2 separate regions of the Podarcis muralis genome follow, and region 2 is linked to region 1. Evidence: chromatin contacts called from public Hi-C data. All regions are on one chromosome and are shown on one strand. Each heading gives the region's core, a stretch centred on a gene start, on an enhancer-like site or on the middle of the called end of the contact. The rest is flanking DNA. Distances are from core to core; before and after follow the strand shown. Region 1 holds the start of ABCC9 (ATP binding cassette subfamily C member 9). Region 2 holds the start of LOC144329014.

Region 1 (2,880 bases), core at 108-2,607:
GGGAGCTCACTCTATTGCTGGGATTCAAATCACCAACCTTTGGATCAGCAAGCCCAAGAGGCTCAGTGGTTTAGACCACAGTGCCACCTGCTCCTGTGTAATAATGAGATCTATATACACACACACTATGCTCCACCACTTTGATGCACATAAGTTCATACTGAATCTGAAACAAACCACTTTAAATAGATAAACATTTAAGCATTGATAAAATCTATATAAATATAATATAAATTATGCTAATAATGTTTTCTCAGGACGCGGGTGGCGCTGTGGGTCAGAGCCTCAGTGCCTAGGGCTTGCCGATCGAAAGGTCGGCGGTTCGAATCCCCGCGGCGGGGTGCGCTCCCGTTGTTCGGTCCCAGCGCCTGCCAAATTAGCAGTTCGAAAGCACCCCCGGGTGCAAGTAGATAAATAGGGACCGCTTACTAGCGGGAAGGTAAACGGCGTTTCCGTGTGCGGCTCTGGCTTGCCAGAGCAGCGATGTCACGCTGGCCACGTGACCCGGAAGTGTCTTCGGACAGCGCTGGCCCCCGGCCTCTTGAGTGAGATGGGCGCACAACCCTAGAGTCTGTCAAGACTGGCCCGTACGGGCAGGGGTACCTTTACCTTTACCTTTTAATAATGTTTTCTCAGCGGTGGAAAAGTCGCCAGGTAATTCTAAATTAAACCTTTGTTCCTTATGACTGACAAAGGGAAATCGTGTTTCTTTAAATTGTTGTTCCCACCACCCCATCTCCTAGTTTTCACTAGATCTGGATATTTTGCCATTTTCACAACACCCTGCGAAGCCATCCTCTTTCAATGGGAATTTGAGCAGATCGCCATGTCGCAGCAAATGATGTTTGAGCTGCATTTCATAGATTTCCAACTAAAGGGATATTAGTGGGTTGAGCCTCATTTGACATCGCCTTTAATCCCATATGTGTCTTTTCCGAGAGCACTTTCATTGTGTGGTCTTCCTTGCCTGTGATTTTCCTATTGTGAAGCATCTTGCAACATATCTGTATGCCGGGCAGTATACAAATAAAAATAAATGCTATTTGCATTGAAAACTCTTAAAGAATATGCACATAATCCATTTAGATGTGCGTGCAAACCAGGAAACCGATAGGGTGTCTAGTGTACCTATAGAAATCCAGCTGTGCCGATGTGTCTAATCTGCTCCAGCTCCACAGAAAGCGTTTTATTTTGCTTTCTTTTTAAGCCAGAGAAGGAGAGTGCCCTCATCTCACCCCTGGAGGAGGTCAGATGGCTGAAGCATAAAGCTTGCACATTAATGGGAACGGCATTGTCTTCGCAAGCGCTTAAATGACGGCTTTGGTTGTTCTCTGCTTCCCCGTCTGCATGCTCTGAGCCGGCGGCAGTAGGCAGCGTGTCTTGCTCCATAAACCTCATGCTGCAGTCTTCAGAGATGGCATCCCTGGAGAGCCATCTCTGTGTCCACCCGGGTTCCTCAGATTGCCGCAATAGATCCCGGTAAGCCCTTTTCAATAGGCGAATGGGGATGGCAGGGAGGAAAGCGTGAGGTGGAGGTGGGGGGTAGAGAGAGATGGGATTGCAATTGCCAACTTGGAAGGTTTGCTGTAGAATGAACGTCACACAAAATGTTTCAGGCAATGCAGCGTGCATTTGCGGAGAGCTCATGACAATTGCACAGGCACCAGGCACACTGATACCGACCGCATTTCCCATGTGCTAGAGGCGCTCTGAGAAAAGGGGACTCCTAGTTTCTTCAAGCTCTGTTACGCGAAGAATAAAGTTAGGGAGCATGCAGAAAACAGCTAGGCAAATGCAGCACTGTTTTCACAAGCTGCTAAAAATCATGGGGTTTCTCCAGTGTAGCACCGACTAACAGCTACTTAGCAGCATATATAAATAGATAGGCGGTGCAGAGGAAAAAACCAGTTCCTTTTGGCCAAACTAGACTAATTTTTTAATATATAGATTTAATTATATTCCCGAAACAATGACACCAGTTCAGTGTGAAAATACAGTGGTACCTCGGGTTACATACGCTTCAGGTTACAGACTCCGCTAACCCAGAAATAGTACCTTGGGTTAAGAACTTTGCTTCAGGATGAGAACAGAAATCGTGCAGTGGCGGCAGCAGGAGGCGCCATTAGCTAAAGTGGTGCTTCAGGTTAAGAACAGTTTCAGGTTAAGAACGGACCTCCGGAACGAATTAAGTACTTAACCCAAGGTACCACTGTATGCAGTTGTAATAATGGTTATTGTTGAAAATAGAAGAGGATGTCAGAAATGATTAAAATGTGAGGTGTCATGTGTATATTTCATAACATGAAACGGGAATGGATCAAACATGCGTACTACACAGGTTCAACTATGAAGTAACCATGGCAGACGGCTTAATATGCAAAAAAAAAAAGTCATTGGGTTCAATCTGTGGCAAAGCCATCTTTTTTAAAACAAAACAAAACCGAAAACCTTCCCTTGGGGGTTCCCCAGCTGATGCCTGCCACCTGTGGATCCAGCCAGCTCACATGACACTGGCCCTGCCTTGCACCCTCCTTGAGTGTTTTCCCTGCCTGGAATGTGTCCTTGAATTCCGATCATGCCTCTCGCTTGCCTGGACGGTGGACAAAGAGGGCACAGAAACTAGCCTACTGTACAAAGGTAGAATTTACATGAGTTGCCCCGCCCACTTTTGCCTCTGGCTCCGCCCACCACTGACAAGTGGCCCTTGAAAGGTGGCCCGGAAGGGAATGTAGCCAATGAGCTTAAAGGAAGTGCTCATCACCCCTGCTATAAGGCAAACTCGGCCCTCCAGATGTTTTGGGACTACAACTCCCATGATCCCTAGCTAACAAGACCAGTGGCCAGGGATGATGGGAATTGTAGTCCCAAAACATCTGGAGG
Region 2 (2,880 bases), core at 153-2,652, 190 kb after region 1:
TCAGTGGTGGGTCATCTGCTCTGTCAGTCAATCCCTGGCATCTCCAATTAAGGCTGGGAAAGACTACCTCCGTGAAACTCTGCAGAGCTGCTGCCAGCCAGTGCAAGCACTACTGAGCCAGATGGACCAATGGTCTGACTTGGTAGAAGGCAGCTTCCTGGGTTCCTCTGAGTTCTGATCTTTAACCAAGGAACTCAGAGCCATGTACACGGAGAATCTGCGTATACACCACGGTATCCTCACAATGATTCTGTGCTATAGGTCAATCTGGCAAAAGCTTGTTTTTGTTTTGTTTTTGTTACTGTTAGTATTATACATGATGTCTTTGTTTTTAATTTATTGCATTCTATTCTTTTTCCTCCCTTCCCCTCACTTCCCTTTGTTTGTTAACATTGGAAAAAACAAAACGGTGTGTGTTTTTAAAAAAACTGGCAGACATTCTATGAGTTCACAGCTAAGAAAAGATTTGAACCAGAGATTCTGTTATATATTATACTCTTTTCACTATACTGGTCTGGTGCTCATAAGTTTTCAAAACTTTCCCAATCTTACTTAATTGTCATCTGGAAAGTAGCTAATTCCAACTAGCCATTAAGCCACCTTGAATTCTCTCTCTGGTGTGTGTGTGTGTGTGTCTGTGTAGTTTTGGAAAGGCAGGTTATAGACCGTAACAAATAAATAGCAATGCTCAGTGCTTTTTCTCCTCTAAAAAAAATGTTTAGGGGTACTCTCCATTTTCCTACTCATATTGAAATACTGCCCCTCAATGAGGCCAAACTTAGATTCATAAAATGTTTAGCTGTATGCGTACCCCCCAGAGAAAGCACTGGCAATGCTTACAGACTTTTATAATGAAAAATGCTTTCCCCACCGCATCTATCTCATTCATATCTGCAGTCATTCATTTTCATTATGTCTTTAGTTTTTGCATTTTACAAGCGGCAAACAGATCGTGAAATGCTAGACAAAGTACACACAAGTAAAGTGATGCATTACTGTATTTCTCTAACAGAACTTTTCCTAAAGCTCTTTCTAACTAACTCGGGTGTGAATTTGAATGAATGAATCAATGAATGAAAACAAATAAATAAAGCTAGGGGAAAAGGCAATAAAGAATGAGAGAAATGCCTCTGGCGATCTCAACGAATGCATGAAATAACATTGAGGAACTAATTCTGCCTTGAGAATTTTTGCAGCTGGTCCTTATGGATGCCAGACTCTTAGCACTTCAGAGTACAAAGAACTCACCTTAGTCAAGGAGTTATCTGCCTCTCTCCGCTTCTCTCTCTCGAAGCAGCAGCCCTCTGTGAAGAAGACTGTTTTGCCGATCCTCTTTTTGTAGGCTTCATGAAGCTGTGAGGTTCACACCAACCATGATTTAATAGCAAGAATAAAGTGGAACCCTCTTTTGCTCCCACAAAACAATCCAGCACCGATCATCATCATAACAACAGCGCCGCCTGCTGAACAGTGTTTGCAGTGCAGTCAAACACTTGCCGTGTTCTCGGGCTCAGCTGAGAATTCAGCTATAAGTTTGAACAGAACAGGACCAGGACTCTCATCCTATGCAAACTTATTGTCCATGCTTAACTCTTCTTCTTCTTCTTTTTCTTCTTCAGCGATCACTTACAGCTGAGTAAGATTGACTTCCATAAACACGGTTTTAACAATGAGTCTGTAAGTGACTGTGGAGGCCAATTCTGGATCCACACGTCCTTCCACAGTGGGGACATTGGTTCCCCTATCAAAAACGACCTTGTGACGCACCAGCACACATTGGATAAGGGGCATATTTTGAAGCTAGCAGGGACTGAAGGGCCCTGTTCTGCCCGCTGACTTGTTCCTCCTGCACAAGCTGTCAAAGGGCTCATGGACACATATATTCTTTTCTTTTTTAAAATTCATTTTCACTTTTAGCATTTATCATCATACATAAATCATAATCATTTTACAAATAGGATTCTCAGAATCCCCAGACTTCCTTCCATGGTTTCCCCAGATATTCTTTTCAAACTGCATCATATCCTATTCTCCATATTTTCTTAAAACTCAATTTTTATCATCGTTCTCTCTTCACTGCAAGTGTTTTCAAAATCCTGCTAATGTTTTCAATTGTTTACAGTGTTCTTTTTAAGTAACTTTTTAAAATTCCCCATTCTTTGTTAAATTTATTGACCTCTTAATCTCTGATTTTCCCAGTCATTTTCGCCAATTTGGCGTAGTCCATCATCTTTACCTGCCATCCTTCTTTTGTAGGTAGATTGTCCTCATTCCATCTTTGGGCAAGTAGCATCCACGCAGATGTTGTAGCATACATAAATAGTCTCTTCTGATCCTTTGGTATTTCTGGACCTAAAATTCCTAGTGAGAAAGCTTCAGGTTTTTTTTTACAAAAGTAATTTAAAACATTTTTTCCAATTCATTATAAATCATTTCCCAATATACCTTTGCTTTTTTACGTGTGGCAAAATGTGCCTTCTTTCTCTTTTCAGTTCCAACATGTATCTGTAGCAGTTCTATGCATTTTAGCTAGTTTAGTAGGAGTTGGGTACCAGCAATACATCGTCTTCATATACCGTATTTTTCCCTCTATAACACGCAGATTTTTTCTCCTAAAAAGGAAGGGGAAATGTCTGTGCGTGTTATAGAGCGAATGTGTGGTCCCTGGAGCCAAAAAATCAAGCAAAAGTCAAATCGCGCTTCACGGAGAAGGGAAACCTGAAAAGAGGAAGTGGCAGCTTTCCTGCATTCTGCCTCAGGGTCTTACTGCCCACCCTCCTCTGCTTCGTTGCTGTGTTTGCTGAAACGGAACAAAGAGCAGGGAAAGCCCCGCCCCTCCAGGCAAGCAGAGTGTCGTTCTTTCTAATTCCTCTCTGTGCT

What was found. A called contact is a pair of places that touch in the nucleus more often than the background predicts.
Region 2: a Hi-C map of blood shows a contact between it and region 1, with 5 times the contacts expected there. The contact joins the promoter of LOC144329014 here to the promoter of ABCC9 in region 1. A contact is called at or near these places in 2 of 3 Hi-C or Micro-C datasets (blood and tail).

The regions. Positions count from the first base shown.
Region 1 is chr10:64,924,389-64,927,268 of rPodMur119.hap1.1, forward strand. It overlaps ABCC9 (ATP binding cassette subfamily C member 9), which reads left to right and starts at 1,358. Exons shown (of 40, transcript XM_077935308.1): 1 at 1,358-1,479.
Region 2 is chr10:65,109,809-65,112,688 of rPodMur119.hap1.1, forward strand. It overlaps LOC144329014, which reads right to left and starts at 1,403. Exons shown (of 3, transcript XM_077935314.1): 1 at 1,249-1,403.